Regions from separate parts of the Sus scrofa genome. Here all the other regions are linked to region 1. A link is a contact called in public HiChIP or PLAC-seq data. All regions are on one chromosome and are shown on one strand. The core of a region is the stretch at or near the end of the contact, and the rest is flanking DNA. Distances in the headings are between cores, read along the strand shown.

Region 1 (7,094 bases), core at 2,212-4,711:
GGGTCTAATTGGAGATGTAGCCGCCTGCCTACGCCAGAGCCACAGCAACATGGGATCTGAGCCGAATCTGTGACCTACACCACAGCTCATGGCAATGCTGGATCTTTAACCCACTGAGAGAGGCCAGGGATCGAACCCGCAACCTCATAGCTCCTAGCTGGTTTCGTTAACCACTGGGCCACAACAGGAACTCCAAATTCTATGATATTTTAAAATCAAATCTCATTATGTTGGAAGTAGTTACCATTTATAATGAAATTAAAAAAATAACACATAACTATTTTCATGGAGCAGAAACAAATGTGTTCTGGGATCAAATATAAACTCCATATATTAAAACAGCATTTTAATTGAGGAGGGATAAAAACATTTGTCAGTAACTAGATTTCAAATCCAGGCCTCTTGAGTACATGCCTAGTGTGCTTTCAACATACCACAGCTGTCTTTAGTTTCCTTGATAATGATTTATCCCAAAATCTTCATATGAAAAAAGTCACTTTAGTAAATAACTGCAACATCTCAGGTTTTTTTTTTTTTTTTTTTTTTTTTTTTGTCTTTTAGGGCCTCACCTGTGGCATATGGAAGTTCCCTGCCTATGCCAGAGCCACAGCAACACCAGATCCGAACCGCGTCTGTGACCTACACCGCAGCTCATAGCAATGCGGACTCCTCATGGATGTTAGTCAGATTCATTTCCACTGAGCCATGATGGGAACTATCTCAATCTTCCTGTTTTTAATTAGACAGACATGCATTCTCATTTGTTTCTACCACCCCTCACAAATGATTATTTATAGAATAAATCTCAGTTTAAAAAGGTACATTTTCTAAGCAAATTTTTTGCTAGTTTCCACGTGAAAAATATTATGAGAAATTGGAAGAACACAGCCATATGTCTGCTTTTTCTACTCCTCAGGGGCATTCAGTGACCAAAAAGTGATATATACTAAAGCAAGAATAGGATTGAGAGCCTGCACATAATATAGTATAGATGATTTTAATTGAACACTAGACCATAAATTAAGTGTAAATGGTTTCTAATCAAATGTGGTTTAAAATTAATTAAATACTAATAGCAAGAAGCTTAGTTGTTAATTCATTAACGTCAAGATCACACTTACTCAGATAATTTCAACCATCAACTGTGATTTTATTTCCTTTAATTAATCTCTCTCAAGATATATATAAGCATATAGCAAAATAATTATTTTATCAGGGTATGCTATTAGATTTAAAATTTTATAGGTCAGCACGGCAGTTATTTGTACAAATGTTAGTGTTCTGATAAAGGATGTCAACCATGTAAATTCACTTCCTATGAATAAACAGTTGTTATATTTAAAATCAAGCTTCCTTCAGTTTTGGCAGTGATTGCTTAAGTAAGGTGTTGTGTGGCATAGAAAATAAAATTTTAAATACTTTTCTTTGTGTGAAACTGTGTTAAAGAAGGCAAACAAACAATTCTCACTCAATGTGTAACCCTCTCTGAGTTAGATAGGTTAAAGATGGCTAAGTCAAAGAAGGGGTTCTAAAACAATCACTGTGTTTTACAACCAGAGTGTCATAAAACTAAACTGCATAAGAACCTATCAGCATATGAAAATGGAACAGAAAAATCTGAGACACAAAACTGGCTATCAGGAAAAATTTTAACACATAACTTTTTCTTTTTCTTTTTTGTCTTTTGTCCTTTTAGGGCCACACCCGTGGCATATGGAAGTTCCCAGGCTAGGGGTCTAATTGGAGCTGTAGCCTTCGGCCTGTGCCAGAGCCACAGCAACACCATATCTAAGCCACATCTGCAACCTACACCACAGCTCAGGGCAACGCCGGATCCTTAACCCACTGAGCAAGGCCAGGGATCAGACCTGCAACCTCATAGTCCCTAGTTGGGTTAGTTTCCGCTGAGCAACGACAGGAACTCCACATAACAATAACTTAAAAATTGTGCAATCTACTACTGTATATCCATCTGTGGTCTTTAATTGTTAATTGTTCCCTTTCAGTGACTGAATTACCTCTCATGTAGTAGGTTTGCTTAGGCTCAAAGTTGATGGAGTTGATGGAGAAGCTGCACAGCAGAGAACCCCCCCAACCCCACCTAGGGCAGGGAGGGTAGTCTAGGAGAAGCTACAGCTGGTTTTCGTAAAATCACAATGTAGTGGAATTGTCGAGGTTAGTGGTTCCCATCCTTGTCTGCGAATTAGAATCATGCCTGTGTTCCACTTCCAGAAAGTGTGATTTGATTGGTCTGGGGTATGGCCTGGGCGTTGGAATTTTAGAGAGATGTACAGATGATTCTAATGTGTAGACAAATTTGGGAATAACTGATTTATATTCTTTTATGTTTTTATCTTAAATTTTTTTGACAAATTAGATTCATGTCCACTTTCTCATAATTCCTATATTAATCTCATGGCATTTTGGAAAATCCATGGAAGTAATAAGTGTTCTGGAATGTTCTCACAAATGTAAATTCACAGAGATTCAACACCCAAAAGCAAAAGTACTGTACAACATAATTGAATTATTTATCATTGTCCAAAGAAAATAAGAGTTGGAAGAATAAAGGCATAAATGAGCTGAATTTCACAAAATGCTTTTTCATGACAAGAATTACTACTCTTAAGGATTTTTTTCAAATCCAAGTCCTTGAAACTGTTTCCTATCCTAAAACCAGGCAGAAGACTTAGAAATACTGCCCACAGGAATGTGGGCTTAAGTAATGATGTGGATTTGTGTGACCTATTCCAACTTTCCACTTTATCAGATGGAGGAGAGACAGCTGCTGGAATGAGGAATAAGGAATTGGGTCTTACACATGAATAAACCTGTAGAGATACTAAGTTCATTAATGTTCTTGTTGGCAGGAATCAAAGTGACTTAGAGGCAGCCAAGTTGAATTACAGGTTTGATTTACTTGAGCGATACATGCTATGCGGACATCAGCATTTTTTTACACCAGCCTCAAGGCAGGCCTGACAACCAGCGTGCAATTCTTCCTTTCACAGTAAGATCCAGTTGTAGTTCCCTGTGGCTTCCCTGCCTCCTGTGGGGGCATATGAATTGTCTAGATTAGAGAGGAAAGAAAATAGTTTTAAAAGTTAAAAAGTGTCAGTTTATCAATAATGAATAATGGGGATACTAGATATCTTTGCTCCTTAAAAAAGAAAGAAAGAAAGAAAGAAAAAAAAACCAACATAAAAAAAATCCCTATAAGAGTTGAGGAGATTGAAAGCACATGTCACACTGTCAGGAATTCATAAAAAGAACACGTAACTTCACTCTGATATGTGGGATTAACATGCTTTAAACAGACTGAGGTACTGAGCTGAAGGTACTGCTCCTTTGAAATTAAAACAATGACCAGATCATAATGAAGATATGTGGGTGTCACCATCAGAACCTTCCTACCTTATGACACAATGTAATCTGATGTCGGTTCAAAATTCTACTAATAGTTGGGCAAACCAAGGCGTTACTCACATAAGTGGGAAGTGGGGCAAAGGTGCCCAACGAGAAGTATATGATATGAGTGAATGGACAAAAGTCAATGGTAAAAAGCAGGCAATATGGTTCAATTTTAAAGGTTAATTTGGTTTAATGAAATAAAATGCTTTCTAAAAGCCAACATAGCTAATTCTCAAAATCTTCAAGTCTTATTGAAAGTTGACTGCAAATCACCAAAACACAGAGACAAAATAGCAGCTATGTTCTCCATTATTTCCAAATACACAAAATCATCCACAAAGGTGCTATTCTGGCAAGTGACACAGTAATTTGGTGTTCATTTCTCCTGCCAACTGCAACCAGTTGTTTGTTGAATCTTTAAACTTAGGTTTGAAATTGAACTGTTCATTTCCCTATCTTCTGCTTCTGCTTCCCACATATTTGCTGCCAAAGTTACAGTCAATCACCACAATGGCCAAGCCAGAAGCTGGGAGTCATCCCGGCTCCTCCCTCTGCATTTCAGTGCCTACCTCCAAGTCCCATCCATTATGTACACTGAATAGCATAGTAACCCTCTTCTCCAGCCCTTACTCCACCATCATAGGTCATGTCCTCATCCTCACTAGTCTCTGTATCCTAATTTTGTGTGTTCTGTCAACACTCCCCTTACCCTTCTGTTTTGCTTTTTTGTTTTTTCTTCCTGGAGTTGCCAGAAAATAGGCCACTTTAAGGAATTAGGGTAAATTTTGTTTTTAGTGAAGAGCAGGTAGCAGTAAATCTAAAGGTAAAATACCAAGCAAAGTAGGTAAGTTAATGTACTGACTTAAGCTGATCAATCAATTTTAATTTCACTTCACAGTTTATGTATGTATGTATGTATGTATGTATGTCTTTGTATGACTATACCCACGGCATATGGAAGTTCCCAGGCTAGGGGTTGAATCAGAACTGCAGCTGCTGGCCTACACCACAGCCACAGCAACGCCAGAGCCGAGCCATGTCTATAATCTACATCACAGCTCACGGCAATGCCAGATCCCTGACCCACTGAGGCCAGGGATCAAACCTGCATCCTCATGGATACTAGTAAGGCTTGTTAATGCTTTGCCACAATAGGAACATTTTACAGTGAAACGCCAACATTGGACAATTCTGAATACTGATCTTGGTAACAAAAATTTAAGCCTTCTTCAAAGACCGTATCAACACGAAAGATTTCACTTGTCTTTGGACTACTCACCATTTAATGTTAAGATGGTGAACTGAAATTTCTTAACAATATTTAGCAAAACTTGGGAGTTTCTGTTGTGGCTCAGTGGTTAACGAATCCGACTAGGAACCATGAGGTTTCGGATTCGATTCCTGGCCCTGCTCAGTGGGTTAAGGATCCGGCGTTGCCTTGAGCTGTGATATAGGTCTCAGACTCAGCTCGGATCCCTAGTTGCTGTGGCTGTGTAGGCCGGTGGTTACAGCTCCGATTCGACCCCTAACCTGGGAAACTCCATATGCCTCGGGAGGGGCTCAAGAAATTGCAAAAAAAGACCAAAAAAAAAAACCCCAAAACAATATTTAGTAAAACTCTACAAAGTAATAAAGGCAAAAATAAATGGTGTTAAGGCACAAATGGACTTGCATCCTTGAACCTAATGTTGACAGATCATTTACATGAAACCCTAAATTCTTAATTTATATTCAACTACAGAATGCTATCCCCCCCCAAATCAACTGGTTTTTGGTGCAGGAAGTGCTAGCCTTCCAGGTTAAGAGTACTGTCTGTGATAGAAACATTTTACTTGAATCATTTCCTAAATATTTGTCCAAAAGTATTAGTAGCTCATAAAACATGATATGATCTTTAAAAGGATATGATCTTAATGCAGGGTTGTAAAAGATGTAACTGAGAAATTTTGCTTTAAGTACTTTGTACATGGGCATAAATGACTTATCACAAACCTATGTAGTTTGCTTTTAGAAAGATAAAACAGCATCATGGAGGAGAAATTTGCCCTTTCTTTTAGCTGAGTTGGCAATTCTCCATGACACGATTATACTAAGACCTGGAAGATAAAGCTATGATCAGCTACTATTACCCAACATAAACAATTCTGGGTCAACCATTGTGAGTTACAGTAGACATGAGGATTAAAGCTAGTGACCTGGACTACCGAAGTCCTTTAACCTTTCATTCCTTGAGTCATGCAATGCTTATGGCCTAGACATGCTTATTTAGGGCTTAAGTTTGAATTTATTAACCTTATTTAAAAGATGGCTTATCAGCTGAGAAGCTGATTGAAAGCAGGTCATCTAAAAATCTAGTAAATTTTCTTTTTTTAAAGGTAGTATGAGTTAGCAAGTCTAAAACTACTTTCCATTTATTCTGGCCTTGAGCAAATGAGTAAATATACTGAGGACAATGGTAATCAACTTCATTTCTGTTGAGGGAGTTACAAATATGAAAAAAAGTAAAGACTAAAAAGTAGGGAAAAATTGGAGTTGAAGGCATCAGTGTAAATTCATAGTTTTTAAACAGATATAGAAATGAATGGATATTTGTATGAATATCTGCCTGGTGAGAGGAACTATAAGCAATGACACACCAGTAGCAATAAGCAAACCTAGCATTCAGATCATGGTTCCTGGATACCATTCTCCATGAAAAGAAAGCAGAGCTCCTTGAAAAAACAGTTGATTCCAGGGCTGGGCAGGGAAAGTATAAGATAAGCTGAGAACATCTGGTTGTACCAAAAAGAAAGGCTCAAAGAATGATGAGGACATGAAACATCTGGAGATCCTGACACACCTGGGACACATTCTTATTGGTCAAATCTAGGACAATGAGAACATCAAAATAAATAACAACAGTAATGGATTTTAATCTGTTAACTAATAAGAGTCCATGAATCCATCTTTTATAAATAAATGAAAGAAGGAGAAAGGAAAACACTTCCTTTTATTACAATGTCAACTAATAAATATAGACGGAGTGAGAGAGTTGGAAAAGTCAAGTCACTCAGTTGGACAGGGACTGCAGGGAGGGATGAGTTAAAGTGTCTAATGGTCAACTGTTCAGTTTCTACAGGGCCCATTCATATGCCAAGAGCTGTTTCTCAACAAGCATACAACAATCTGCTAGAGATGGCATGTCCATGGTTCCAAAATCCCAGGGGCCTTGGTTTTGATTCTTCCACTAGATTTACCATAACATTCCACACTGTATCTTTTCCCACCACTGACATCACAAGGGTCTGCTGGATCATATGGCCAAAGTGTTAGTTAGGGCTGACTGCACCGAAGCCCGGAATTATTGCAGAGACCTTTTCTGTTCTGGGCCCCATTCAAAATTGGCAGCCTTCCATGTCACCTGGTACATGGGCCAGGGCATTATTCCTGTTGCAGAATGTGTTGATTCCAGAAGCAAAAGAGACTGACAAAGTGCCCAACTTCCTTTTTTGTTATAAAGGCAGCAAGAGGCAGCAATTTGTCTTTCACTTTAGAGGGGATATCCTGGCAGTCCCCTAACCACTGGATCTCTAAAAACTTTATTGAAGTAGCTGGTCCCTCAATCTACATAGTGCTTATCTCCCATCCTTTTGGAGTGCATGTATCTTACCAATGTCTTCAGCATACTAGCCAATTCTTGTCTG
Region 2 (7,094 bases), core at 1,236-3,735, 210 kb after region 1:
CTTTCTACTCCAGCAAACCACTGATCTGCTTTCTGTCACTATTGATTAGTTTGTATGTTTCAGAATTTCATATAAATGAAATTTTGTGTAGATTCTTTGACTCAGAATAATAGAAATTTGTCCATCCTGTTGCATGTATTCATTCTTTTTTGTATTGATGAGGAATATTGCATTGTGTGGATATACCAGGACTTACTTATCCATTCATTTCTTAATGGGCATTTGAGTTGTTTCTAGTTTTTGGCTATTATGTATAAAGTTGCTCTAAACATTCATGCACAAGTCTTTTTATGGACATAGGCTTTTATTTCTCTTGGGTGAATACCTGGCACTTTTTAAGAAGCCGACGGTTTTCTAAAAGCTTACATATCTATCAGCAGTGGATGAAAGTGCTGATTGTTTCACATTTTTTATTTCCCCTTTCCTGCTTTCTTTTGGATTATTTGAAAATTATTTAGTATTCCATTTTAATTTATCTATTATGATTTTAACTGTATATCTTTGTATAATATTTTTTGTGGTTGCTATAGGAATTATAAAACACTGACTTCTCATTTTCTGCTTAGAATCAATATTTTACTCTTTCATTTGGCATATTGAAACTTTATCACCCTTTACCCTCCACCATATATGTTGCCATTTTATATATAAACTTCATTGGACAATGTTGCAGTTTCATCAAACATATTTTAAGGAACAGCATTGTCTATTTTATTTACCTAGGTATTTAATATTTCTTTTGTTCTCTCTTCATTCCTGATATCCCAACTTTCCTTATATCACTTAACTTCTGTCTGAAGAACTTTATTTAGCAATTCTTTTAGAGCAAGTGTCATGGATCTCTGGTTTCTGAAAAGGAATCTTCAGTCATTTGAATCGTTGTTTCTCTATAAGTAATTTGCCGTTTTCACTAGTTGCTTTGAATTTTTCTTGGTTTTTTCAGTTTTCAGCAGTTTGATTATAATATGTATTTGCAAAATATATATATAATATATATTTACATATAGATTTCTTAGAATTTATCATAGAATCTTCTGCCCTTTTTTTTTTTTTTTTTTTTGCTTTTTAGGGCCGCACCCTGGCATGTGGAAGTTCCCAGGCTAGGGGTCAAATCGGAGCTACAGTTGCTGGTCTATACCACAGCCACTGCAACACCAGATCCAAGCCATGTCTGCAACCTACACCACAGCTCACAGCAACTTCGGATCCTTAACCCACTGAATGAGGCCAGGGATCAAACCTATGTCCTCATGTATACCAGTTGGATTCGTTTCTGCTGAGCCACAAGGGGAACTCCTATTCTGCTTCTTATAGTTTATATTCTTCTACAACTTGGGATGTTTTCAGCCTTTATTTCTGTCCAGTATTGTCACTGACTTTTCCTCTGTCATCTCTAATCTGCTATTTAGTCCATAAGAAAAATTGTTTTTTATGAAAATTAAATTTTTTGATGAAGAATAATTTTATATTTTTCAGTTCTAAGATTTCATTTAGTTCTTGATTATATCTTCTGTTATACCTTAATTACATCTTCTATTTATTTGCTTCTTTTTATTACTTTTTTCACATTTGTTTCAATTATGTTCACAATTGCTTGTTTAAGCATATTTTAATGGCTACCTTAATCTCTTTGTCAGATAATTTCAACATTTGTTTCATTTCAGCTTTGGTGTCTGTTGATTGTCTTTTCCCATAGCAGTTGAAATGTCCATGATTCTCCGTATGCAGAGTAATTTTGGATTGTACCCTGGATATTTTGAAATGTTCTGAGACTCTGGGTCTTGCTTCAGTCCTGTGAAGAACAATTTTTTTTTTTTTTTTCAAAGAGGCAATTGGCAAGGTTAGGTTCAAGCTGAAAGTTCTTACCTTCTTATGTGTGTTGTCCCAATGTCAGTTCAGTTTTCAAAGCTGTTTCACATCTGCCCCCAGTATGCCACTTTGTAGTCTGTGAACTGAGTGGTGCTCTGTTAGTTTAGTTTTCAAAATCTTTTGTAAGCTACTTGAAGTTAGCTAATGCATGCTCCACTCAATGATGAGTCCTGGAGTTCATAAAAAACTTCATTGTGAGGTTGCCTTCCTGAGCTTCTCTGTCTCTGTGATCTTTCTGTTACCTCTCTTCACAAGGACTTCTTTTGGTCCTCCTGCCAGAAACCCTGGCCCTAGTGACCCAGTTCTGCCATATGCATCTGGGCCCAGATCTGGGCCTGTCAGTGAGAAGACTGAGGAAGAAAGCAATGGGAGTTGGACCCAATCTGGTGGAATCAGAGCTTTGATGAACAGAGAAAACAGATTCCCTCCCCTAAAGTTCTGGCAACCCTTAGGCCATCATTTCCAGCCATTGCCATTACTGCTGTCAGATTGCCAGGTGCTGGGCCACAAGAGAATGGAGAGAAGAGAAAATATATATGAGTGATTTCTGTATGACCTTGATTACTGCAGTTCCCTCTTTTGCTTGTAAAACTTTGTGTCACAGTGCTCACTTCCTGGTTTCTAACTATATTAAACTGGGGCCAGGAAGTAGCAGAGGAGAAAAAATAATAATAAACTAGCAGTTGGTTTGGTGGTATGTTGAATTTTGGTGTTTTCCCCCAATCCGCCTGCTGCTGTTTACTTATCAGAGTCCTCAAATAGGTATTCCATGCATTTTGTTTGATTTTTGTAGTTGAATTTCTAGAGAAATGGTTGGCATTTGCTTATTAATCTTACCCAGAACTGGAGTGGCTCCTTTTTTTTTCATCTTTTTAGGGCTGCTCCTGTGGCTTATGGAGGTTCCCAGCTAGGGGTCAAATAGGAGCTACAGCTGTCAGCCTACACCACAGCCACAGCAACACCAGATCTGAGGTGTGTCTGTGACCTGCACCATGCTTGCGGCAATTGCAGATCCTTAACCCACTGAACAAGGCCAGGGATCAAACCAGCATCCTCATGGATACTAATTGGGTTCTTAACCTATTGAGCCACAATGAGAACTCCCAGATTAATTTTTTAAATAAAATAAAGCTAAACACAGAGTTCCCGTTGTGGCTCAGCGGGTTAAGGATCCATTGTTGTCTCTGTGAGGATGCTGGTTATATCCCTGTCCTCGCTCAGTGGATTAAGGATCCAAAATTGCTGCAAGCTGCAGCATAGCTCACAGATGCAGTTTGAATCAGGTGTTGTTGTGGCTGTGGCATAGGCCTCAGCTGCAGCTCCAATTTGATGGCTGACCCAGGAACTTCCATATGCCACAGGTGCAGCTGTAAAAGATAATAATACCTCCAAATATGTTTAAAATAATTTATAAATTCTTAAATATTATAAATTAATGTAGAGATAAAAAATTAGACAGTTGTAAGCAAAATGCAGAAGTCACTGTTATATTAAGTTAGGGTGAGATTTTTTTGGTTAAAAACACCAAACATTTTGTTTGTTTTTTAAATTTTTTTGGAGTATAGTTGATTTACAATGTTATATTAGTTTCCACTGTACAGCAAAGTGAATCAGTTGTACATGTACATATATCCATTCTTTCTCAGATTCTTTTCCCATATAGGTTATTACAGAGTATTGAGTAGATTTTGCTGTACTACACAGTAGACCCTTGTTAATTGTCTATTCTATATACGATAGTGTGTATATATTAATCCCAACCTGCTAATTTACCCCCCGCCCCACATTTCCCTTTTGGTAACATAAGTTTGATTTCAAAGTCTTTGAGGCTATTTCTGTTTTGTAAATAAGTTCTTTTGTATCATTTTTATTAGATTCCACCTGTAATTGATGTCATATGTTATTTTGTCTTTATCAGACTTACTTCACTTAGTATGATAATCTCTAGGTCTATCCATTTTGCTGCAGATGGCATTATTTAATTCTTTTTAATGGCTGGATAATATTCCATTGTATATACATACCATGTGTTTTTTATTCATTCATCTGTTGACGGACATTTAGGTTGCTTGCATGTCTTGGCTATTGAAAATAGTGCTGCAGTGAACGTAGAGGCTCATCTATCTTTTTGAATTATGGTTTTCTCCAGCTATATGCCCAGGAGTAGGATTGCTGGATAATACAGTAGTTCTATATATAGTTTTTTAGGGAACCTCCATACTGTTCTCCGTAGTGGTTGGTAAGAGGGTTTCTTTTTCTCCACAACCTCTCCAGCATTTGTTGTTAGTAGACTTTTTGATGACCATTCTGACTGGTGTGAGGTGATTATTTATTATAGTTTTGATTTACATTTCTCTCTTAATTAGTGATGTTGAGCATCTTTTCATGTGCTTTTTGCCATCTGTCTTCTTTGGAAAAAATGTCTATTTAAATCTTCTGACCCTTTTTTTCGGTTTTTTTTTTTTTTTTTAAACTATAAAGCTGCCTGAGATATTTGTATGTTTTGGAGATTAAGACCTTTTTAATCACTTCGTTTGCAAAGATTTTCTCCCATTCCGTGGGTTTTGTTTTTGTTTTGTTTTGTTTTTTATGGTTTCTTTTGCTATACAGAAACTTAAGTTTAATTAGGCCCCATTTGTTTATTTTTGTTTTTATTTTCCTTATTAGGGGGTGGGTCAAAAACGATATTGCTACAATTTATGTTGAAGAGTGTTCTGACTATGTTTCCTCTACTAGTTTTATAGTATCCAGCCTTACATTCAGGCCTTTAATCCATTTTGAGTTTATTTTTGTGTATGATGTTAGAAAATGTTCTAATTTCATTATTTTACATGTAGCTGTCCATTTTCCCAGTACCACTTATTGAAAGGACTTTTCTCCATTGTATATACTTGTCTCCCTTGTCATGGATTAGTTGATCTTGTATTTGTATGTACATTTATCTCTTTCTTTTTTTTTTTTCTGTCTTGTTACACTGTTACACTGATCTATATTTCTGTTTTTGTGCCAGTACCATACACTTTTAATGACCTTGTAGCTTTGTAGTATAGTCTGAAGTCAGGGAGCATGATTCCTCCAGTTCTTTTTTTTTTTTTTCAAGATTGCTTTGGCTATTTGGGGTCTTTTGTGCTTCCATACACATTAAAAATTTTTTTTGTTCTAATTCTGTGAAAAAAGGGATTGCATCAAATCTGTAGATTGCCTTAGGTAGTATAGTCATTTTGATAATATTGATTCTTAAAATCCAAGAGCATGATATATAAAAAGCACCAAATATTGTAATGGACTGCATTATTTAAAGCACAATAATGTAGAATTAGTATACAGAGTTCCCATTGTGGCTCAGTGGATTAAGAACCCATCGTAGTGTCCGTGAGGATGTGGGTTTGATCCCTAGCCTCACTCAGTGGGTTAAGGGTTCCATGTTGCCACAGGCTGCAGCATAGGTTGCAGCCCAAATCCACTGTTCCTGTGGCTATGGCATAGGCTGGCAGCTGCAGCTCCAATTCATCCTCTTTCCCAGGAACTTCTGTATGCTGCAGGTGTGGCCTTAAAAAGGAAAAACAGGAAAAAAAAAATTAGTATCATAAAACATGTATTCAAGCAGTTAACAATATAAAGCAAAATGTAAGGAAAATTTGACACTAGTTTCTTTTCTAGAATGGTCCTGAGTAGATAGTAAATACACACATATGGAGAAAATTAATAAACAACACACCAAACTTAACACACATATATAACTTTACATCTCTTAAATGGAGAAGTATATATTTTTTTAGATGTCAGTGGTACATTTATTAAAATTTCATATGCTTGGCCACAGAGAAAACTTAGACAAATTCAAAATGATAGCCATCTTGCAGGTCATACTCTTTGATCATAAGCTAAAGAAATTGGAAGTAAATTAATTACTGAGAACATCATCATCACTTCTAATTTAATGTTTGAAGACTTAGGAATTATATTCCAAATAACTCTTGAATCAAAAATGAAATGAAAATTGAAGTTATAAATTATCTGGAGAGCCAGGAAAACTATTTCCATGACTTAGAGGACCCGGGAAAGTTGTATTCAAAGAAATATCCTAGCCTAAAAAAATAGAGATTTCATCATTGAAGAATGTGAAAGAATGTAATAGAAGTTATTTAAGCCATATTAAGACATCAAAACAAAAAGTTAATATGAAAGATTGAAGCTGAAATTAAATAGAAAATTTGAGTAACCATTTGCCATAGGAGAGATAAGTCAGTAATAAAATATTTAGCAATCAGCATGGCATGGAAACCAACTGATCAAAATGGATTCTGGCCATTAATAACCAGTATGTGATATTTCACAGCAAAGAGATTGAAAGAATAATTTTTAAAGACATCGGGACTTGCTCTTTTCCGTACTTTCTATACCTCAATTTCCTCTGTCTTCCCTCATCACTTCTCTTTCGCTCCTTTCCCCTTCACCCTTTCTCCTTCACTTTCTCTCCTTCTTTTCTCTCCTATTCTGTCTATCCCTCTTCCTTCTACTTACATGCTTTTGTGTGTGAAGAGTCCCCAAGACCACTCCCAGATTTGAGAATTCTCTAGAAAGAGTCAGTATGTAGCTTATTGTTTTACCAAATTACTCATGCCTGTGATTTATTACAGTAAAAGTATGTAAGGTAAAATCAGCAAAGGAAAAGGCACATGGATGGCTTGTGAAGGAAACTAGGCACAAGCCTAAGAGTCCTCTCCCAGTGGAGTCACACAGGACACGCTCAATTTCTTTAGCAATTAATTGTGACAGCATTGTTGAAATGTCTATCAGGGAAGCTCATTAGAGATTGAGTGTCTAGAGTTTTTAAGTGGAGACTGGTTACATAGGCACTTTCTGCCTAGCATGTACCAAAATTCCAGACTCCCAGAGGAATGTAAGTATTCATGATAATGTACAATGTTTGCTCCAAACAGTTTAGGCACAGTGAGCCACTCTTATCTAGAAATGATGAGAACCCTCCTGAAATCCCAGAAGTCAGGTAAAGGCCAATCTTTAAGCAGACTTTTCTAAGGATAGTAATCTCGGGCCTGCTGTTTTAACTATTTTTTGCACACTTTGCCCCCTTCTGCACAGATCCTATCCCTGTTTCCCTGAGGGATGTGATGGGACCCCCCTTTCCCATCATCTTAATCATTCCTTCTAGTCGCCAAACAATTCAGACCCAAAGTATTTAGGTTGAGTAGAGGTAGGCTGTC
Region 3 (7,094 bases), core at 2,767-5,266, 150 kb before region 1:
AACTTTTTAACTTGTGACCAGCCCACATAGTAAGCTACAACTGCTGCAGACACAGCTAAACATAGAATAAAAGTTGAACCCACAAGCCATTCACTAACTCAAGAAGAGAATATGGTGCCAGCAGGAATGAAGTCAGAAGGCAAATCTAATAATCCATGTCTTTCTATCTTCTATTAGACAGTCAGGTTGCACACCCTTACAATGCCTATTCCCAACTGAAAAAATTAAGGTCTTTGTATCTCAGACTAGTGGATTAAATAGCCTCTAGAAATGTTCCTTTACACAGTTTTCATAGTTACACACAGGAGGGAATAGAAGAGAAAGACCTTGGATGTTGTCTGGAAAGATGTATCTCATCTTACCTCGCATGCAAATGGATAAGTTTCCTAAAACGAAAGGCAAGAAATATTTTAAGGCTTGCTCTAAGAGTTAGACATGTACTCAGGCTATAACTTAGTAAGTAAGATGAGAATGTCCCCAGTACTTTAGCAAACTACTAAATCTCTCCATCAACAGAGCTAACACAACCCACTAGCACCTGGAACTGCCTTCCAGTAATGGTGCTGTGTGCACTTCAGCAGCCCCACACAGCTAAAGCACCTCCTACATAAACTGCCCCCAAATCTCCCACTAAAATGAAGGAACTGATAAAAGAGAAAATGGTAATTGTTTCAAGCCAAAATATTAATGTTATCAAATAAGGAGATTAAAACTTTTTTTAAAAAGCTCAGCAAAGAAGAAAAGTCAAGTGAGTACTGTATCAACTCCAAGAAGCAAGAAGGTACTATGGATCATACATCCATTACTACTATCATAGAGGGAAAAATAAAACAGTACATTCCAGAAATCATGGAATACTTTTCAAAGGTTGGAGCTGATTTTGAATGGTGTTACAGACCAAGGAGGTCTCTGAATGGTTTCCTTTGTGCACATGCAGGCAAAGAACTGCCTGGCAATACCGAGAAAGAAGATGGGACAATGAAAAAAATCGCACTTGAGAGGCCGTCTAGCACAGACCCACTGGGTGTTCCTCGACAAATAACTTAGCATTTCAAGTCTATTTCTTCAGCCACAGAATGAAAAGAATACCTTCTTCCCAAAGTTGTTATGAGGGCTGGAAACAATGCTTGTAAAGCACAGAGCTGGTAGTCAAAAGTGGTAGATATTACAAGCTGCAACTATATAAAACAGCAAATGAACACATATTTCAAAGAGAGTTTAGCCCCCATCCCAACCCAAATGAGATAACTGAAAAAAGTTCAAGTTTGTCCAAGATCACTTTAATGGGATAGAAATAAATTTATATGACACTTGATTGATATTTCCTACATGCATCATTCTAGCCGGCTCCTTTTGAGTTCGATTAACATGCATAATCAAAGATTAACATGACAAAAAAAATGAAAGAGAAAAATTCAAGCATAGTCAAGAATACACAGAGTAACAAATAGAAAAAGATACTGAAGGCAGACCCACTGTATGGCCCAAGCGACCCTGCATAGGAGCTATGTTCAAGGCCAGTGCCCTGCCCATCATGATGATCAGCTGTTCCTATGCAAGAGAACTGACCTACACATGTGGGTGAGAGTCTCCTGCTCTAATTACACACCCTACCATCCTCTCAAAAGCTTTGGCTGTTCGGTTTTTTCCCAGATTATCAAATGACAAATTCATGAATTTCTCAATTCATGTTATATAAACCTACATACCAATACAACTGATCTTGATAAGAGAGCTTCTCAAACTCTTCTAAGGAAGTCCCTCTAACAGCATAAACAAATGAAAAAGTACCTTTGGATAGTCTGGGAGTGGCCCAAAGAGGCCACAAACACAAACTTAGACTGTTTTTCAAACTGACATACTTTGTAGGATAAGTATGAGGTAGATGGTAGAGAGAACCATTGAGTAAAAGCACTAAATCTTCCTGGAGAGTCAGAAAAATATTTCCCAAGTAAAACACCACTGCCTTCACACATTTATTCAACAAATTTTTTCTGAGAGTCAACTATGTGCAAAGGGTTGTATTATTAGGAGGGGTGAATATAAAAATACATACATAAAGGCATACACAATTTAATGGGGAATACAATCCAAAACCACAAAGGAATCTATGATTAGTGTTACAAAGGAGAGAACCCTTTGCCAGGAACTTTCTCTACGCTAAGTTGAAAATTAGGCATGAATCAGGCAAAGAAGAGTACTCTAAGCAGAAAAAAGAATACAGGCAAGGGCAGCTGAAAGGCAAGAGAGAACAGTGTGCAAAAGGTAGCTGAGGGTCCAGACTAGATCGTGCTAGACCTTGCACATCCATGAATGACTTTAGTCTTCTAAGTAAAGGGAAGTCACTGAAGGTTCTGCACAGGGAGAATACCGACAACACCATCCTGTATCACAATCTTGTATCATAAGAGCTGGTCCCTGCTTGCTAAGTTTACAAGCTGATAGTAACACTCTTAAAAAAAGCCCATCTTACTCATGCATGTGTATATACACATAGAAAGAGCATACATTATAAAAATAGGGAATTCTCATTGTGGCTCAGCAGTTAACAGACCTGACTAAGATCCGGGAGGATGTGGGTTTGATCCTGGGCCTTGCTCAGTGGGTTAAGGATCTGGCAGAGCCGTGAGCTGTGGTGTAGGTCACAGATGCGGCTCAGATCTGGCATTGCTGCAGCTGTGGTGTAGGCCGCAGCTGTAGCTCCAATTTGACCCCTAGCCTGGGAACTTCCATGTACCACAGGTGTGGCCCTAAAAATGAAAAGAAAAAAAAATTTTCTTTCTCTGATTACAAAATCAATATACAATAATTGCAGAGTTTGGGGGAAATAGAAAAAGCTAGAAGAAAATTACAATAAATGGAGAAAATTAGGTAAAAACCAGAGCATAAGAGAATTTATTTTCCTCTTGTGTAACTATTTAGAGTTCAAGGACTTTCATGTATTGCCATATAGGTCTCTTACAGCCTCATGATAGAGGTGACAGAGGTGTAATTATTTCCATCTTATAAGGACTCAAGGAAATCCCGAGCCAGGAAGAGATCTGCCTAAGGGTAAACGGTAGTAAAGATAAGACCCAGGGAAAAGGATTCTAGTCTCCTGATGGGTCAGGCATCTACTTCAGCTCATGGCCATGTGATCAGTAAATGGTACACACACTCACAGAAGTGTCTAACTGCAAATACCTAAAATGAGCAGTACCCATAAACATCAATCAAAAGAAATGTGTAAAACAGATTTGTATCATTAATACAAACATATGCTCAAGCACTAAATATCAAATAATGAAAGGAAAATTTACATATCTTTAAGTTAACAAAAAGTAGGGGGGGAATCAAACCCATGGAGATCAAGAATCTTTTCATTAATTGCTTCCTTTTGGTATGAATTAGAACACAGAGCAAAATCATCTATTTCCTATCTGAAAGAGTGGAGCCCACTCATGAAGACGAAAGGTAAGCCAAAGGTCTACTTTCAGTCCCCAACAACTCTTCTTTCCCTTCCTTCCTATCTCCCTACACACATGCTGTAGCAATGTGTGCATGCAGAGTATAATTTTAAACTGATTTATCTTTCTGGAAAACAAGATATACAACTAGGGTAACCATGTATTTTATCATCTAGCATGGAACATTCATAAGAGTAAAACAGGTTAACTGTTCCTGATTATGCCAGAAAAAAGAGGTATAAGCCAAACCGACAGGGCAAATGGGAACACGAGGTCTTCAAGTATCTGGATCCGTCCCGTTTCATGAGTCAAGTTGGGAGTAACACTCTATTGCTCAATTATTGTTCAAAAAACTGCTTGGTATGTCCCATTTCATGCAAAACTAAGTCTTAAGGATGACTCTCTCCACTTAGCTGTTCTTCTAGGGTTTTGTCTTGTTCCTTCGTCTGGAACATATTTCTCTGCCGTCTCATTTTGTCTAACTTTCTGTTTGTGGTTTCCTTTCTGCAAGCTGCAGGGTTGTAGTCCCTCGTGCTTCTGATGTCTCCCCCTGGTGGGTGAAGTTGATCTAGGGGCTTGCACAGGCTTCCTGATGGGAGGAAATGGTGCCTGCCCACTGGTGGGTGGAGCTGGGTCTTGTCCCTCCGGTGGGCAAGGCCACATCCAGGGGTGTGTTTAGAGCTAACTTTGTGCCCAAGACAACTTTGGACATCTGCTGATGGGTGGAGCTGTGTTCTCACCCTGTTGGTTGTTTGGCCTGAGGCTTTCCAACACTGGAGCCTACAGGATGTTGTGTGGGGCCAGGTCTCATTTCCAAAATGGTGACCTCCAGGAGAGCTCATGTCAAAAATGATGATTATTTTCTGGGGCCTCTGCCTCCAGTGTCCTTGCTCCTGCAATGAGCCACAGCAGACTCTTGCCTTCCCAGGAGACCCTCTAAGATGCACAGGTAGGTCTGGCCCACAATCCTATGAAGTCACTGTTTTGCCCTGGGTCCCAGTGCACGTGAAACCCTGTGTGCATCCTTTAAGAATGGAGTCTCCATTTTCCCCAGTCCTGCGGAGCTCTTGTCTTGAAACCCTGCTGGCCTTCCAAACCAAATGCTTTGAGAGCTCCTCCTCTGAATGCCAGACTCCCAGGCTGGGGAACCTGACATGTAGTTCAGAACTCTCACTTCTACGGGAGAACCTCTGAAATATAGTTATTTTCCAGTCTGTAGCCACCAGTGGGATGGGATTTTCTCACATCACTAAAGCACCCCTCCTACCATCTCGTTGTGCTTCTTCTTTGTCTTTGGGTACAGAATATCTTTTTGGTAGTTTCCAGTCTTTTTTGTCAATGGTTGTTCAGCAGTTAGTTGTGATTTGGTGTCTTTGTGAGAGGAGATGAGCTCAAGTTCTTCTACTCTGCTGTCTTCGAAAAGATTACTGGCTTATCACACAAGGATATAAGTCAGGAACAGCCAGATGGAAGAGCATAGAGAAATGTAGGATGGGACACAAAGCTTCCACGCTGTTCTAGGCACTCCCCTCTCCCCAAATCACCACACATTCACCAACCCAAAAGCTCCTAGAAGATTTTCTTATCAAAATTGAGTCTTAAAAAAATTCTACCTCAAGAGAAAGTCATCAGTATTTTGTAGGCCAGTTTAATAAACATTCCTATCAATTAGAGAATGTCTTCCCACAATGTGTAAGATCTTGTGGGGTGTTTAAGTTACATGTGCTTTGCAAGTCATCTGGAAAAAAGCTTTTAAAAAACCAGTTTATATAAAAAGTGAAATATCAAATAAAAGGAAAAGTAATTTCTTAATCCCTCAAAGGTATTTAATACTCAAAGTTATTTTCTTTGGTAACCCTAAAGTACTCTTCTGAACAAGAATGACCAAATTATTTCTTTAGAAGCTGGAATCATCTAACAAATAAACTGCCTTCAGAACAGTTTTTCAGCTGATGCTGTTAACAGGTTAAATAGCTAAAAGGAAAAAAGTCCCCTCAAATAAGAAAAGGAAGAAAGCAATCTTACATGGTATCCGTAAAAGCATACTGGTAATAATAAACCAAGTCTTAAAAACCAACCTTCCCATCTTAAGATCATATTCCTTTCGAAATATCTCCTTAAAGACTAAGTTACAGCAATGCAGATACAGAAAATCAAATATAAATTAAAATTTGGAGCTACTTTTTTCAACTAAGAGAAGTTCACACAGGTACACACACGGAGACATATAAGCTAAGCTTATCATCCTTTCAAAGGACATTTCAATGTCTACTATATACACACTGCAAGAGCACTATTAATAGGTGACTGTCCTGAATTTAAAATTCGCCAGGATTTCTTTTCAATCTAGCAAATTTGTCTCTCAACTCCAAAAAGGGACTTTGTATTTAAATACTCGTGAGTCTCACCCCAAAAACCAAGCTCAGAAATATCTACTCAACAACAGGAAACTTAAAATGAACCCATAACAGTACATGGAAGAATATTTTTCTTTGTTAGCATTTCATATTTGGAGTTTTTTGATAGCTTATTGTTCCCTCTATTAAAGATACATAGAAACCTACAATTCTACACACTTCAATTTCTCCTAAAAACACTTATTTCCTCCAACGTGTACATCAAAGATGAGCGCCACAGCTGTGTTCTCAAGTTTGGAAGAGGCCATGAATCTGACAGGCCAATGTCAATCCCCACAACAACCCCTTGTAAAATGTTAGAAGGTCTACCTACTTGCACTGAAAGAAACTGAGAGTATATGTGAACTTGACATACTACTTTATCTTTTCTTAAAATAGTATGACAGTTCTATATTTCTTAAGTAAGGTTTATTGAAAGAGTCAAGACAAAGAATTTTTTGGATTTATTAACAAATAAGGTTTCTTGAAAGATCTGGGTTCAAAGCTCAATTCTAAATGATTAAAAGGGCAAACCAAAACGAAACAGAAAAGCAGCTGCTCCACAACTATAAAGGATCAAAGAGAGAAACTGCACCTCAAGGAGTAAATTTTTAAAACTAGCTCTTTGGACATGCAGTAGCCAATCCACGCACAGAACCACCAACTGTCACAAATTACATTCTGATTTGAATGTGTTAGGGGGAGAGGAAGGATAAGTAAAAAACACATTATGAGCTACTAAGGCAAAACAGACCTAAAACATACACTGAATTTTGAATAAACTCAGTCACTGGCTCTTACATCACCAATTTGTTTAACACACCTAAAATTATAAATTATGAAAGGAAATTATGATAAATGAGCATGAAAAAGCATGGATGAAATTTAAATCACTGTTGAAACAATTTTTTTTTAAATCTTAAAATTTTAAAAGTATTTTCCACAAATTATTAAAATAAAAAGTTTCCAAAACAATTTCCCAATTGCAACAGTACTTATTAAAAGCAAAAATGCAATACTATCCAGTACTTTGGAATTTCCTGCTTTTTAATGAAACAGTTTAGACAAAAAACCTTTTTAATAAGTTGCTAAGAGAGATGTACAAAAACTTCAAAGAAACTGCTCTGACAAGTTTCAGTAAGGAACATCATTTGAGCACTTTGCTTATAAGACTTTAAACAGCACTAGTCAAACTACCTTCTGGTCTTTAGTTTTAGTTAGCTTGTTAAACTGGAGATGACGTCATTCACAT
Region 4 (7,094 bases), core at 2,708-5,207, 130 kb before region 1:
CAAGTTGCAAATATTTGCCCCAGTTCATTGCTTAACTAGCTTCATCATGTTTTCAGTCTTACAGAAATTTTGTTTTTAATCAAGTAATTTACATACATTTTTTCCTTTATAATTCAATTTTCAAATTCCTTTAGGAAAGCTCTTTCCCAGGCAAAATTTTTGGGAAAATTTTTTATATGGCTTCTAAATCATTACTTAAATGCTGTCAATAACATTTACATGTTCTTCAGTGATACTCCCTTACAATATATCCTTATTTAACAAAAATAAGCCAACTATGCTTTCTCTAAAACTTCCCATAATCAAGTGATGAACAGTTCTGCACCAATTAAATATTACTTACAACCACTACACCAAAGGTTTAATTATTTTCCTTTAAATTTCTTCTTAAACTCTAGGAGTTGAAAAATAAGCAAGTATGTTTAATTTCTGGGAGGTCCCAATGCTCTGTCCCTTGATCCTTAAATAATCTTCAACAGTACAACTGTAAAATAAAGTCCAACAACTAGACTGTCTGTAGCTGCAATTGAGTAATCTCTACAAAAGTCAATGAATACTTTCTGTACAAACTTGTACTTTTGCAATACTAGAAAACTACTTATGATGCTATCAACACAGTATTCTGACCTTTTCCATTTCAGGTTATGAAGTGAAATGGAGTTCTACCTCAAATCACAAAATTATAAAATAAGCCTCACATTAGTTCCAATTCAAACCACCACTTGGAGCTAAATTAGATGGTTAATCTAGCCACTCTCTCCCTTCTTCATCAAGAAAAGTCCTGGTCATAAATTTTCTATCTCACAGTGCCAGCTGCTAGGCATTCAACAGCCTTCCATCTCTAAGCTGACTGGCACAACAAGTAATACAACTTGGAAGTTAAGGAAACTGCCAGAATTCAGAGGAGGAAAAAAGAACATTTTCCACAATATGTACAGCACTTGTTTAGCTGTAAGTGTTTCTGAACGGGCGGTAAACCTTCAAGCTATATGAGAAGCATCATACTACTTCATATCAACCACTGCCAACTCCATTCAGTGGCCTTCTTCCCCTCTGGGGACTATTCAAAAAGTTACTATTTTCTTTTACAACTCACCCAGGCCTCTTCACCAATGAAAGCAGGCAAAGCCCACGCTGTGTGTCTGTCTCCTAGAGAAGATTGCATCTTTTATTTATCGTCCCTTGGCTTTATTTTCACAGTGAATTCCTGGCTTAAATGCAATCAGCCAAGAAACCCTCCCTATGTGCTCTTCTGTCATTCCTCATTGCTTGCAAGCAGAGTCAAGCACAGAGAGGGAGGGAGAAAAAAAAAAAAAAAAACTCAACACTGCCAGCCAAGCCATAAAAACTCACAAACTCTAGTTTGTTATACTGAGAAACTATGGATGTGTTTCAATCCATTTCAACCAGGCAGAAAACGAAAGGGGGGGGGGCGGTGATGCGCTGTGTAACATGAAAGAATGTTAATTAGATTTTTTTAAAAAATGGATGGATGGATAACCTCAGAAGTTAAATCCTCCTCTAGATTTAGGAAAGGGTATCTCACCTAGAAAAGGCAACACTGGGGGCTGCCTTAGAAATAAATGACCATGCAGAAAATCACATTTGCAGATTGCATTAGAATTCAAATTAACCAGACAGGATTAAAACAAATCTTAATTCTCTCTTGGGGCCCCTACCCAGACCCCCACCCGACTCCCAAAAAGAAAGATAAAAGGAACTGACTAAGGAAAGAAGATTAAATTAAAAATCAGAGACAGTGACGCTTGCAAATCTCGCCCCATTCATTAGGAAAAATGTTCACCACCACAATCTAAATAGACAGCAATATGAGAGGGAGTAGAAAATACACTGCTTGCAATTAGAACAAAAATATGGGGAAAGGGGAGCTTCACTACAGCATTGTTCTTTTCAGTCCAGCTCAAACACCCATGACTATAGCTTTAAAAAAAAAAAAAAATTGACCAGAAAAACACACTGGAAGGTGGGGGGAGGGGGGAGAACAGAGAAAGCTCTTAAAACTCGGTATTTGAGAAAACTCTCATGGTCTGTCAGAGAAAGGAGGGCTGTGCAGCTTTAAATCACAAGTCCTTCTCTCGCCTTTGTCAAATATCTTCTACTTTACAAGCCCTGAAAAGAAATAGAGACTCTTTTGTTTGGTTTCCCCTTTTCGGAGGTGACAGAAAACTGAAAGGAACACAAATAAACCTGAAAATGAGAACAAAGTGCGAGGTCGTGCCCGGCTGCCAGGCGGTCGCTCCGGGCGGGACGCGGGAGCAGCCTCGGAGCCCCTCCGCCTCGCGCTCCTGCAGCCGCCGGCCGCGAGCCCCGGGCCGTCACTGCTCCCCGCGGCTCGCACGGAGCGCGACCCCCGGCCCCTCGCGCAAAGAGAACTCTGGCGGGAGGAAACCCGGGCATGCCTCGGAAAGGGGAAGAGCCAGCCGCTCCCGGCCCGGCTCGCGCCCTTTAATTCGGGGGGCGTCTTCGGCGGGAGAGATCCCTCAGGAGAGGCGTCCAGCCCGCCGCCCGCGCAGCTCCCACAGGGCAAGGCGCGGAGCGAAGGACATTTAAATCCCGGGGCGACCGGCGGAGCTCGTCCGGGCCAGCCCAGACGCCGCAGCGACCCCTGGAGCGCCACGGCCGCCAGCCCGTCGAAGCCCTGAGAGGAGCGGCCGCCGAGTGGCATTAAAATGTATTTTCCTCCCCTCAAATCGAGGGGGCGGGGAGGGAGGGGGAGAGGAGAAAGAAAGACGCTCAGCGAGCCACAGACAAGGAAAGAGAGGAGAGAGAGCATAGAGCTCGGCCCGGCCGCCCGCTCGGCACCGGCCGGCATTGTCTGTGCGGCCCGCGCCCCCTCCCCCGCCCCGCACGGCCCCGCCACACACACCCTCCGCCGGAGCCCGGCCGTCCGCCGGTGCCTTTGTCCACATTCACCCCCCAAAACAGGCGAGCAGGGCTCCAGGACGTGCTCCGGGGGAGGAGGGGGAGGAATGGAGGGGACCGGGAGCACCCGACACCCACCCCGCCGACCCCGCGGCGGGGCGCGTCCTGCTGATTCATTTCCCACTCGCGCTGGCCCGTCCGGGGAGACAGGGGGCGGGGAGGGGCGGGGAGGAAATGGGCGCTCCACTCAGGAGGACTGTCCGGGCCGGTGAGGGCACCGGGCGGGGTGCGGGCGCGCGCTGCGCTGAGGGGCTGCCCAGAGGGGAGGGGGCGGGCGCCCCCCTGAGGGACTGACCGACGGACAGACGGCCCCCAGACTGCCCCGTGACTCACCGACTTGCAGGACGTTGTCGACGCAGCCGCTTTCCAGCAGCGCGATGCCCCGGCGGAAGGGCAGCCGTGTCTCATCGCCGCCGTCCGCCGACCCGGCGGCCCCCACCGACGGGGCCCCGGCCCCGGCGGCGGCGGCAGCGGCGGCGGCGGCGGCGGCCGAGGTGGCGGCCGGCGAGGACGAGGAGCCGCCGCCGCCCGCGCCGCCCGCGCCGCCGCCGGGGCCGCCGCTGTCGTCGCCGGGGCCGCCCGCGGCGCCGCCGCCGGTGTTGAAGGACGAGTACATGCAGATCTCCCGCTCGCTGCGGGGGAAGGACCAGTAGACGATGCGGCGCTGCACCGGCTCCGGGATGCGCTCAAAGCGCTCCTCCACGCGCTGGAACGGCCACTTCTCAGCCACCTTGCGCGCAGCGATGTCCAGCAGCGACTCGGGGCTCTGGGTCTTGCCCGGTGGCAGCAGCCCCAACGCTGCGCCGCCCCCGCACACCGCTGCCGCCGCACCGCCCGCCCGCGGGCCCGGCCGACAGGCAGAGCTGTAACCGCCACCCGCTCCTCCGCCGCCGCTGCTGGCCCCGCCGCCGCTGCCGCCGCCGCCGCCGCCGCCCGGCCGGCAGCAGAGCCGTTTCGCGGGAGGAGGCTGCTGTCCGCGCTCCGCCATGACCGCGCCGCTTCTAACCCGACAGCGGAAGTGCCGAGACCCTATAAACGGCACAAGGAAGCGCGACACGCACACGCCGCCGCGACGCCACGCTGCCATCTAGGGCCCGCCGCTCCTTGTATGGGCACAAGAGGCGAGGCCTTCTCCATGACGTCCTGGCTGAGGCGGGGCACCGATAGGGGGACCTAGGGCCAGGGGCGGGCCCTATGCAAATCGCTGGGCTGAAACATAAATAGAGCACTCCGCGGACACCAGGGTAGCGGGGGCGGTGGGGTTGGGTGCCGGTGGGGTTGTGAGAATGTCAGGCTGCTGTGACGCGGAGGGGCGGGGCTCTGGCAGGGTTCCCGCGGGAGGGGGCGGGCCGCCAGGCCTGGCCTAAGGTGGGTGGGTCTTTGCGCCCCTAGCCTACTCAACTTACCCCTCCAATTCCCTGCCATCCTTTGATGTCCTGCAAGTGAGGACGCGCCTCGTGGGTCGCAGCGGGGAGGGAAGGGGAGATAGGAGGTGAGTAAGGAGGAGGTGTCCGAGCTAAATGGAGGGCGGGGCCGGCGGGTCGATGCCCCACCCCCCCATCAGAGCCTGCCCGCCGGGGGAAAAGCCTCTGGGCGGAGGAGGCGCTTTCAAAACAAAGAAATGCGGCGTGGAACCCCGGGGACCGGGGTGGAGAGGAAGGCGGAGGAGGTGCGGCTGAAGCTGCCCGGCCGCCCGCTTCCCCTCCAGTCAGACCGGAGGAACTCCCCCCACCCCCAGCCCAGGCTGCGGCGCCGGAGAAAAGGGAGGAGGCTGCGTTCCGCGGCTGTTTTCCAGTTCACTTTTGCAAACCTAGGCGGAGGAGGAGAGCACCAGCCCCGCTGCCCCTCGTGGCTGCAGTGCACCCAGCCCCGAGCTCCAAGTCCGCTCTGTCTCGGCTCCTGAGCCTGCCAAAGTGTCCGATAAAGCGCAGAGCGCTCCGAACCTGCCCAGTAGCAGTGCGACTTGCGTCCGGAGCCAGCCACAGCCGCCCCGCCCTCGCGCTTCCTCAGCCCCGCGGGCGAGGAAGCCGGCCCGCTCGCCGGCGCGGAGCTGGGGAACTTGAACCGGCCCTTGTCGCCCCCGCGGCCGCGCTGCGGATACACCAGTCCATGCCTGAGAGTGATCGGGCTCGTAGTGGAGGGCACCCGGGGGCAGTGGGTTTAGCAAACACACCTTTGTGAGTACAGACACCACGGGCGGGCGCGCGCGCGCGCGCACACACACACACACACACCCTACGGGCCCGAGCGCACAGCCCAGCAACTGCAGACGGCGCGCCCCGGCTGCTCCGCAGCGGACGGCGGCTGCGAGCGCGCTTGGTGCGCACTTGAATCTGGCACGCCTCGGCCCCAGGCGTCGGGCTGAGGGGAGCCCTGGCGCTCGGGATGTGCGCCGCGCTCTCTGCCGCCCCGAGCGGCCCATCCTCCAGGGTAAAGGCAGCGTGCAGGGCGGGCGAACAGAGGACACAGCTTGCTGGGGCCAGGGCCAGGGTAGAAGCGGAGAGTCCCAGGCTGAACCAGGAACGCTACGGACGTTGTTTTTCGCACTCAGCAGAGCTCCGTCGAACCTGGGTCCAAGACACAGACTTAATTATCACGTTAGAGACACCCTTACTCTTTGCCCTGCCTTCTGTTTTTGCTGTAAACCATGTCACTGATACTGTCGCTGTTGTAGAAGATAAACCCTATCTTCTTTGACACTCGCATCTTTTAAGGTTATTGGAGGAGAGCCACCTGCCTCCTCGTTGCTTGGATTTAAAGGGGTAAGAGCGCTCCTGAGTTTTAAAAAATCGTCCACTCAGGGCCGGGCCCCGGAGACCTAGAGCTCCACGTCTTGGTTCTTTCCCTCTTCAGGCCTCACCAAGCCCCAGACTGCAGGTTCCCAGGGGACCTGATGCTGGCCGACTTTCCATAGCTGCCTTACTTGTTAGGAAAATTTTGGTGACATTATGTTTTTGTATATCCATCTGGTATTTTTCTGGGCACCTCCTCAATGCTTAGGAAAAGGCCTGGGCAGAAAACTGGAAGAATATCTTTATGGGCAAAAGGGAGGGGGAAGGTTTTTCCTCCAGTTGTTCCATTTCTGGGTTTCTTGAAAAATAAAAAGATTTTAATTTTTAAAAATATAGGTGATAAAAGAAGAAAGTCGAAAAGTAAAATGTGGCTTCTGTTCTATCCTCAAACAGTAATGACAGGATTTAGGTTTGTGTAATACTGTGTAGATTACCAAGCATATTCATACACATACAGGCAGAACCGCTGAACTGGAAAGTTAAAGATGACAAAATTCATACCTCTAGACAGGATAAGTGACTCATTCAAGATCCTGTGAAGTGTCAGTGGAAGAAATTAATTCATATTGCACAGGAAAGTAGACCTCTTTGGCAGTGCCTAATGTTTAGAGATCTTGATTTTGTATTGAACCAAAGAGACTGTATTTAAGGCATCATCCTACACTGGAGGGATTTCATTCAACTCTCTGTTCAAAGATGAATCCAGAGCCACCAACTCAGCCTAACCCAATTTTCCCTCTCTACTAGTCTCTCTCTCTCTCTTTTTTATTTATTTATTTATTTATTTATTTATGTCTTTTCTGTCTTTTTAGGGCCACACCCACAGCATATGGATTTTCCCAGGCTAGGGGTCTAATTGGAGCTGTTGCGACCAGCCTACACCAGAGCCACAGCAACGCCAGTTCCGAGCCATGTCTGCGACCTACACCACAATGCCAGATCCTTAACCCACTGAGCAAGGCCAGGGATTGAATCCAAAACCTCATGGTTCCTAGTCAGATTCGTTTGTGCTGTACCACGAGGGGAACTCCTCTACTAGTCTTTTATAATGAGACTACTCGCTCTGTCTTGAGCTGTCCTCCTCTCTCTGGTTTTCCTGACACTCTTCTGTCCCTTCAGTGTCTCCATCTCATCTTTCTCTGCCTTATTTTTAGGTTTCTTTTCTGCCAAACTGTTTAATGGACACCCTGCCCTGAAGCTTATAGAGGGGTCCTCTTCTCCATTTTTAGTGGCCTGCCCCTTGGAGAGTTTCCACCCAACCCAACTCACAACCGTGGTCTCTGCTTCAGTTCACTTATTTCTTCCTAGTGGCCAGCACCTTTTACCATTGTCACCTGAAACCCAAAATACCATATTTCC

Evidence for each region. HiChIP or PLAC-seq counts read pairs in DNA pulled down with a chosen protein or histone mark.
Region 2: an H3K27ac HiChIP or PLAC-seq map of alveolar macrophages shows a contact between it and region 1. The contact joins two enhancer-like sites. A contact is called at or near these places in 1 of 47 Hi-C or Micro-C datasets (embryonic fibroblasts) and 1 of 2 datasets of contacts at active chromatin or transcription factors (alveolar macrophages).
Region 3: an H3K27ac HiChIP or PLAC-seq map of alveolar macrophages shows a contact between it and region 1. The contact joins two enhancer-like sites. A contact is called at or near these places in 1 of 47 Hi-C or Micro-C datasets (embryonic fibroblasts) and 1 of 2 datasets of contacts at active chromatin or transcription factors (alveolar macrophages).
Region 4: an H3K27ac HiChIP or PLAC-seq map of alveolar macrophages shows a contact between it and region 1. The contact joins the promoter of ZSWIM6 here to the enhancer-like site in region 1. A contact is called at or near these places in 1 of 5 promoter capture datasets (liver), 6 of 47 Hi-C or Micro-C datasets (embryonic fibroblasts, fetal skeletal muscle, omental adipose tissue and 1 more) and 2 of 2 datasets of contacts at active chromatin or transcription factors (alveolar macrophages and skeletal muscle).

The regions. Positions count from the first base shown.
Region 1 is chr16:39,968,733-39,975,826 of Sscrofa11.1, reverse strand. The region is part of intron 1 of LOC102161888 (a long non-coding RNA gene); the gene reads right to left. Among named protein-coding and RNA genes, the nearest start is that of SMIM15, 14 kb to the right of the region's middle. Within about 2 kb of position 3,461, at least 2 of the 83 cell types and tissues checked have an H3K27ac peak or open chromatin away from gene starts, as enhancers often do. A contact at or near this core is called in alveolar macrophages, where this site is marked.
Region 2 is chr16:39,759,837-39,766,930 of Sscrofa11.1, reverse strand. All of the region lies in intron 1 of ERCC8 (DNA excision repair protein ERCC-8), which reads left to right. Among named protein-coding and RNA genes, the nearest start is that of ERCC8, 6.9 kb to the left of the region's middle. Within about 2 kb of position 2,485, at least 5 of the 83 cell types and tissues checked have an H3K27ac peak or open chromatin away from gene starts, as enhancers often do. A contact at or near this core is called in alveolar macrophages, where this site is marked.
Region 3 is chr16:40,119,178-40,126,271 of Sscrofa11.1, reverse strand. All of the region lies in intron 1 of ZSWIM6 (zinc finger SWIM domain-containing protein 6), which reads right to left. Among named protein-coding and RNA genes, the nearest start is that of ZSWIM6, 17 kb to the right of the region's middle. Within about 2 kb of position 4,016, at least 5 of the 83 cell types and tissues checked have an H3K27ac peak or open chromatin away from gene starts, as enhancers often do. A contact at or near this core is called in alveolar macrophages, where this site is marked.
Region 4 is chr16:40,102,362-40,109,455 of Sscrofa11.1, reverse strand. It overlaps ZSWIM6 (zinc finger SWIM domain-containing protein 6), which reads right to left and starts at 3,957. Exons shown (of 14, transcript XM_021076973.1): 1 at 3,277-3,957. The coding sequence starts at 3,931. It overlaps LOC110257311, which reads right to left and starts at 3,270. Exons shown (of 1, transcript XM_021076974.1): 1 at 1-3,270. The coding sequence starts at 2,833. The coding sequence ends at 2,117.